3 separate regions of the Gossypium hirsutum genome follow, and regions 2 and 3 are each linked to region 1. Evidence: chromatin contacts called from public Hi-C data. All regions are on one chromosome and are shown on one strand. The core of a region is the stretch at or near the end of the contact, and the rest is flanking DNA. Distances in the headings are between cores, read along the strand shown. Region 1 holds the start of LOC121225135 (TOM1-like protein 1). Region 2 holds the start of LOC107919558 (feruloyl CoA ortho-hydroxylase F6H1-3). Region 3 holds the start of LOC107920328 (NADH dehydrogenase [ubiquinone] iron-sulfur protein 6, mitochondrial).

Evidence for each region. A called contact is a pair of places that touch in the nucleus more often than the background predicts.
Region 2: a contact with region 1 is called in a Hi-C map of leaf, with 2.1 times the contacts expected there. The contact joins the promoter of LOC107919558 here to the promoter of LOC121225135 in region 1. A contact is called at or near these places in 2 of 34 Hi-C or Micro-C datasets (both in leaf).
Region 3: a contact with region 1 is called in a Hi-C map of leaf, with 3 times the contacts expected there. The contact joins the promoter of LOC107920328 here to the promoter of LOC121225135 in region 1. A contact is called at or near these places in 12 of 34 Hi-C or Micro-C datasets (callus, cotyledon, hypocotyl and 3 more).

Annotation. Positions count from the first base shown.
Region 1 is chrD13:54,561,251-54,563,989 of Gossypium_hirsutum_v2.1, forward strand. LOC121225135 (TOM1-like protein 1) reads right to left here and starts at 1,395. Exons shown (of 4, transcript XM_041109142.1): 1 at 1,068-1,395; 2 at 1-318. The coding sequence starts at 307.
Region 2 is chrD13:54,379,355-54,382,093 of Gossypium_hirsutum_v2.1, forward strand. LOC107919558 (feruloyl CoA ortho-hydroxylase F6H1-3) reads left to right here and starts at 1,419. Exons shown (of 2, transcript XM_016848999.2): 1 at 1,419-1,993; 2 at 2,098-2,739. The coding sequence starts at 1,488. The coding sequence ends at 2,671.
Region 3 is chrD13:54,431,416-54,434,154 of Gossypium_hirsutum_v2.1, forward strand. It overlaps LOC107920328 (NADH dehydrogenase [ubiquinone] iron-sulfur protein 6, mitochondrial), which reads left to right and starts at 1,428. Exons shown (of 3, transcript XM_016849984.2): 1 at 1,428-1,957. The coding sequence starts at 1,841.

The sequences.
Region 1 (2,739 bases), core at 145-2,644:
AGTATTGAACCCGAGGGCTCTTCAACATTATCCTCCGCTTTATGCCACGGATCAATTCAACACTGTTCACTTTTTCATGATTGACCATGTCACAAATATCAAGATTCAAGGCCCAGTCAGGCTCATCAAGGGCCTCAGATGTTGCATCCTCAACAAGCTTATCAGTTGGGTTCGGGCCTTGGAAGAGTTCCTTCACCTTGAAGCTCATTGAGCTCATGCCAGCGCTCATCTTTCTGCCCAACTCAGCTCCTTCAACCTTGATGCGTTCACCAAAGGCACTAACTTTATCCATCAATTCTTTTTCCATTTTCACCAAACCTTCAAAACACAAAAAAATTACATCTTGAATAAATGTCTGTAAAAGTTAATGCCTAAATGCAACCACCATAGATGCAGAATTTCCGCATAAGATTTCTTCCATGTAATCTTCCAAAAAAAAAAAGGATTCCCAAATGCCTCAAAACGAAATATATGTTGCAATATAATCAAACAGAGAAAAATATATGATTTGCCCCGTCATCCTTAATTAGAAAACTAAATATCTGGCTTTTTGCTGCTTTCACTTTCTTCCCTAGGATTTATCCACAGAACTTCATGTAGATCTAATAAATGATCTGGACATTTTCTAATAGCATCAAAATTATTCAAAACCCTAGTACCCAAATCTTCAAAAAAAAAAAACCCACATTATAAAAAGATATATTGACTTCAAAACCTCCAAAACATTGATCAACTAGCTGAATAAAGAAAACAAAAGAAAAAAAATTACCTAATTTAAAGCAAATAATTAAAGTAAAGATCATTTATTCTTCCATTATAGCAGCAGTTGAAATACAGCAATAGATGCATAAGTGCCCAAAATCTAAACTTAGATAAGCTTAAGATGAAAATAACTTATAGAAAATTGTAACACAAAATTATTTTCTTAAAAAAAATGAAGTTCAGAATGGTAACTGCAGGGCCAGCTAAACCTAGATCCTAAATACATCAATTTAAAAAATCAGAAAAAAAAAGAATCATAGGAAAATTAAAATTCAAAAAAAAAAATCCCTTTGCCCTTTGCTTACAGTTATTATAGAGGCGAAGTAGATGAGAGAGCAAAGCCCAAAGAGATTTGATGAAATATAAAAGAGAAGCAATTACTTTAACTTTGAATTTGAATTTGAGATAATAAAAAAGAAAGAAAAGGAAGAAGACGGCAAGCGTAAGGAATGAGTTTAAATTGGTTGGACTTTGGGAGTTTCAATTCTGTGCTATGCCTTGGCGTTGCCACTCGGGACCTCAGAAATATAATTTTATTATTTGACCCGAGAGTCTATCAGGTTTTTTTTTTTTTTTTTGACTCATGGCCTATCAAAATCAGGCTCATGACGCTTCTTTTTACCCTATTTCAGCATGATATAGTAATAACTTTTAAATATATATATAATTTTAAAAAATAAACATTTAAACATTTTAAAAATATTTAAACATTTTAAAATTTTAATAAAATATATATTTTAGAAAAATCTCAAAAATATAAAAAAATCAATTAAACATTTTAGAAAATGACAAAATATATAAATTCTAAAAAATCAAAATTATAGAATTTTAGTTAAAATTTTAGATAAACCTTTAGGAAATTTCAAAAAAAATCATATATATATATATATATATATATTCCTACTAAATTTAAAACTAAATCAAGCGTCGACTAGAGTTAGACCGATAATCGTATTGATTAGGTATTGATCAAGGTTGACTAATGTTGACCGGGTATTAACCAAACCTTGATTGGTTACCGGTCAAAGTAAGTCTTGGACACCCAATATGGTCAACTTTTAATTTAATTTTTTTAATTTTAAATCTTTTAGAATATATAGTTGACATGTCATAGGATAGATTGAGTACGGGTTATTTCGACTATATGTCGATGAGCATTAGGCACATTTTTCCTTCAAACATTCTGACGAGTGCAAGGCACAATTATTATTTTCATTAAACTGATGAGCGTTATGCACAATTTACTTATTTCGGATGTTCTAATGAGGCACTGAGTGCTAAATTGGTGTGTTGATTGGATCTGTATATCTATTCGAGTCCAAATCACGTTAATAGGAAATATAATATATGAATTGGTTGAATGATTATTAGAATTGATTAAATGTTATAAAGTTGGAATATAGGCACTTATATACAACATTGAATGTCAAGAGTATGTAAAAGATCACACAAACAGGTTAATGAATCGGAAAGCCGATTTGGTAAGATGAGGAATGATTCATTTGACTTGGTAATGGAATGAAGTATAATTATATATTATAAGTTGAGTAATTATGCAAATTTAACTAGCATTGTGATAATAGTATGAAATATTCATATAAATTACTAGTTCATAAAATGATTACATAAATCATCTTTAAGAATTGACATAATGATGATATATGCCTATAAAGATGTGTTAAATAAGTTTGGTTATATAGTGCATTTGTATTGATCAATAGTATATACATGAAAATTGTATGCTATTGACTATGCCATATGTTATATTGATTTGAATTATAAAAATACCATTGAGCTTTATCACTCAATGTATGGTTTGTTTTTCGCGCAAGTTATGTCCAATTCGAGGTTATGAGCATCGACTTCAGTATCCAGTCAAAAATCTCGAACTCAACAATGTTTGTGTACTTTCTTTTGTTAGTTATTCAACATGTACCTAGATTGAGTCAATTTTTGGTACAAGATTATGTCTACATG
Region 2 (2,739 bases), core at 169-2,668, 180 kb before region 1:
TTTTCTTTATCCTCATGCTTCTTCACTCAATGATTTACTGCACTACCAATGTCAAGGCCGACAAAAAAAAATTCAAATTTCTAACCCACCCACTGACACCGATGCTGCCAAGGACAACACCAAAAAAAAAATCTGACCCAAAATTTTTTTCAATAAAAACGTCGATGCCGCCAATGACAACGGAAACACTTATTAAAATATAAATTTTTTTTAGAATACGAGTATTTTAATATGGCATGTACACATATTTTTACTAATGCCGCCAATAATAATAGCGGCACCAAAATTACTGTAACAAGCGGGTTATTTTTTACATGATTTTACAAATGAATCATTTTCATAATTAATAAAAAATTTTGAATCAGTCCTCAATTAACGAAGTGAAAACTCATTCTCTGTTTCCAACCTTTTAAGGTTTAATCTCAAGTGAAAACTCACTCTCTGATTCCACCCTTTTAAGGTTTAATCTCACTTCCTTTGTTTGGTTGAATATGTAATATTATACCATACAATAAATATTATATATTGAATTAATTTAGTAAAATAATTAGACTTGTAAGAAGTAATTAAATCTTTGTTGGCATTAAAAAAACCAAGATTAAAGCTTGTTATTGTCATCTTTTTTCTAAAAAAAATTGATATTTATACGACTATATCCATGAAGAATATCTCTCTTAATATTTTGGAATATTAAACTTTTCTAAATTAAATAAACAGTTCGTTTTTTTAATTGACTCAAAATTTAATATATACAACCTAAATAAAAAGAGAGATGCAATATTGGAATCACGACGAAGTTAGAAATTTCTTTAGGGTTCGAAAGTAGATTATATATTTTTACGACAATAAAAATATAATTTTATCATTTTAATAGTCATTATCTTTATAACTTTTAAGAGATTAAATCAAATTTTTATCATTTTGATGGCCAAAGTGTAATTTTACCATTACTAATTTAAAATTTTATAAATTGTAAAAAGACTAAATAAAAAAATTTCTATTTTAGGGGGACCGGGTCCCTCCCTCCTGGCTCTGCCCCTGTTTGGAATAAATAAATATATATCATATAAAACTTATAAAACCTTGTAAAACTTCAATCAATTTTACAATAATACAAATATATAATAAATATATGCATATATACATAAGAGTTTATACATTCTGTGGAGGACTTCTTACCTCAGCTAACCATTTTAGACTTGAACTTTCTTAAGGTAGTGCAAATATTTCATATTTCTTTTAGGCTTTGCGCCAAACAAGGTTGGTGCACGGTAACAGCGTGCAGTGTACTTGGGTTGGTGAGCCTGCCATACAGACGCATTCAAATTAAGACTAAGGCACTAAAGTCAATGTCAGCCTTGAAAATTTTCTATATAAATAGGCACTCCACTGAAACCAAGACGCACCGTTCCCTTCTCTTGTATCACTCTTACCCTCTTCCACAACCAGCACCCCGCTCTCTTTTAACTCCAAATTTATACAAACCAATGGCTCCAACACTTGCTGATCCATTCAATGATTCTTCTGCTCTCATTGACTTTGTTATTAACCAAGGGAATGGAGTGAAGGGTTTGTCTGAACTGGGTCTTAAAGCCCTTCCTAAGCAATATATCCAACCTTTTGAAGAGAGGATGTGCATGATCAATATCATACCCCAAGGATCAATTCCTATCATTGATATGTCAAACTGGGAAGATCCTAAAGTAGCGAAATCAATTTGTGATGCTGCTTCGGAATGGGGCTTCTTCCAAATTGTTAATCATGATGTGCCTGTTGAAGTGTTGGAGAATGTTAAAGGTGCTACTTATAACTTCTTTAGATTGCCAGCTGAGGTTAAAAATAAGTATTCCAAGGAACATTCATCTTCAAACAATGTGAGGTTTGGCACAAGTTTTACTCCTCAAGCAGAAAAGGCTCTCGAGTGGAAAGATTATCTCAGCTTGTTTTATGTCTCCGAAGAAGAAGCTTCTGCACTATGGCCTTCTATTTGCAGGTAGGAAAAAAAGTTAATCATTAGATTTTCTTTAATCCTTAAACATCATGGCTTGCACTCCTTTTGCTGACAAATATATTAATATATCTTTTCGGTTTTTTTAGGGAGCAAGTGTTAGATTACATGAAGAAGTCTGAAGTTGTCATTAAACAACTATTACAAGTGCTAATGAAGGGTCTATATGTCAATGAGATTGATGAGGCAAAAGAATCATTATTGATGGGTTCAATGAGGACTAACCTTAACTACTATCCTAAATGTCCAAACCCTGAACTCACTGTCGGAGTAGGTCGTCACTCTGATGTCTCAACTCTTACAATTCTTCTTCAAGACGAAATTGGGGGACTTTTCGTTAGAGGAAACGAGGGAGATGATTGGATTCATGTTCCTCCAATTAAAGGTTCTCTTGTGATCAATGTTGGAGATGCACTACAAATAATGAGCAATGGAAGGTATAGGAGTGTTGAACATCGTGTGGTCGCTAATGGAAATAAGAACAGAATTTCAGTCCCTATTTTTGTGAATCCAAGACCTATTGATATGATAGGACCATTGCCTGAACTGGTCGCAAATGGTGAGAAACCAATTTACAAACAAGTTCTTTATTCAGATTACGTCAAACATTTCTTTCGTAAAGCACATGACGGGAAGAAAACAGTTGAATTTGCTGAATTATAAACATCTCCTATTTCTTTTATCTAATCTAGTGAAGCTCTTGATTTTGTAATGAAAAATGGCTAAGATAA
Region 3 (2,739 bases), core at 178-2,677, 130 kb before region 1:
GACAATAGAGCCTCATCCAAGCCATCATGCTCATGACCCACTGAACAGTCATTATCCAGATCCGTAACTCACCAGATGGGCCTTCAAAAAGTTAAGGCCCACATTTACATTGTCCATTCTAGAGTCTCCTTCCATCCCCTTATTGGGCTCAATTGCAATGGCATCTTTGGATTGCAACCCATCTTTGAACTTTTCCCTTGTATTCTCCAAGTTCTTACCAGGAATTAAAATCTGTTAATGTGAGTGTCGGCTAGAGCAGTCAAGTTGTCTTCTCGAAACGAATTTCCCAAGGACTCATGGCCACTGCCTCCTCAGAGATCCCCACTTTTTCTGTATTTTGTAATTTACACAAAATATTAAACACTTCTAATAATTTGCGTAAAAGAGTAATGTTTTATGTGATTGAGTAATAATTTGGGTAAGATTTTTTATCTAAACCCAATTTAAATAACATTAAGTTTTATTTAATTTAATTCAAATAACATTAATTTTTACATTATTAGGTCTCATGAATAGCTTATTTTAAAAATCCCACCTTAAAACTCGTCAATAGTTTATTAATTGAGAAAACTTTTAATAAAAATGAAAAAGGAAGAAGATAAAGTTCAAAATCATATCTAAAGACCAAATTTGTAATTATATACATAAATTTTAATTTTTTATAATTTTATATATAAAATATTAATTTGATTCAATTTTCATAAATCATAACATCATTATCGATGTAATATCATTTTATGTATAAATATTGCATGCAAAAATAAATATATTTATCCAATATAAAAATAAATTAATATATATATTTTTTAAAAATACGTATGATTGAATCAAAATCAAAATTCAATTCGTATAATCTTTCCAAACCAAAATTCATACATCAAATTGCATTTTGAATTAAATTTTATGTATAATTTTAATATTTAACCCTAAAAACAAATAAAGTGACATGGGGATCCTTTCTATGAAACTTTCAAATTTTATAAGTTAGATAGATAATAGATTTCAAAGTATTAATCTTATATCAATCAAGTCATTTTGTCACTCTAGTCAACAATTTATATTTAACATGCATACTTGCTATATAAACAACTTGAATATGTAATAAAAATAAAAAAATATAGTCTTCTTACATCAAACACAAACTTACATTTAATTCTTAAATCCTACCTCGAATGGGACACATGGAAATATGAGAAGCAACTGGAGAGACACCTATAAACGACCCTCAATCTTATACCGTCTAGATGGTCACTCAATGATCGACTACCCACATACTTTGTATCATCCATGAGAAGGACCATCTGCCCTTAGCCAATTAGTTGGACCCTTTGGTAGGCCACCCGCTGCAAATAGGTACACTCTCCTCAATAAGAGACCATATGGGAACCATCAGTTCTATAAATAGTCCTAGCATCTCTCAAAACTGTAATATGCTAAGTTATTAACCACCTTCGCCTAGCCTCCTTACTTTTCCAACTCTCGGCCCCAACAAGAGCGAATCGGGCTTCCTTGACACTAACCCCCTCTCCATCTTCGTTGATATCATGCATCAATAAATACATTTACAATGGAGTCACACACAAGTTGATATAATATCTTTTGAAATATAATTAGGAAATATAAACTGTGCTTTGTTTTCATTTTGCTAATTTGATGTTTAGAATGGGCTTAGCATCTATCCACAAAGACCGAGCCCAACAATCTTCGTTTGAAGGCCCTTTAACCAATATTTTAGCTCTTTCGAATCTCCAACCAACCCCCACCCCTCCCCGGAGCTTCGAATTTCATTACCCAGGAAAAAGAAAAGAAGAAAGTTTCCCCTTTTTTTTTAAAAAAAAAAATGGCGTATTCGGGTGTTCTGAAAACCCTAATCAGGTCATCGTATTTGGGATCTACTACTCGTAATTTCAGCCTTGTTAGCAGCCAAATCAGTAATCACACTGCGAAATGGATGCAGGTACTTAATCGCAGATTTTCACTCTTTTTTTTTCATCCATTTTCTGCTGAAATTTATGGAAGATTGGGGTTATGCTTTAGGCCTTTATGGGCTTTACTTGAAACTATTATAAAAAAAAATGAATATAGGAACTTTAATTGATATTTCATTCTGGTTTTTTAACATTCTTGTAGAATCTAAATCTGAATTCCGTTATCAGGTTCTTGACGTAATAATATGTTTGATTTCGTTGATTTTAGCTGACAAGCATAAATTTTAGCTATCTGAAAAGAAAAATAAGTAATTTTACTTTCTTAAAAGAAAGTTTTACTAAAAATTGGAAATTATTGTCTTTGACGGATTATCTAGTTATTTATCCAGCAATTTCCTTGTATTTTTATTGTTTTGGTGCTTAACTCTGTAAATTGAGTACGCTGAAGGCTTGAAGCCCTTTTGAAAATTTTTAATTTTTCTAGTCTACTTGTGGTTGTTTGTTAAGTGTTCTACATCCTGCTGGGTAATTTGAATTATTGAAGATGCTGGCAGATTATAGTTACATACGTTTTGAAGCACATGAAGTGACTTTTAAGCGTTGATTATTTTTTGTTTATGAACAAAGTAGAATATTCTGCAGATGTTTTCTGGTTTTATATATGGAATCTTTGTTTCTCACTAATTTAGTACTTAGATTTTGGAGAAAGCTTTAAAGTGTTAAATAGCCTTGATTATTCTGCTTTTTACATTAATCATATGCGTGAATACCTTGGTTCATAGACATGGATTTGGCGTAAGAATAGGTGTGT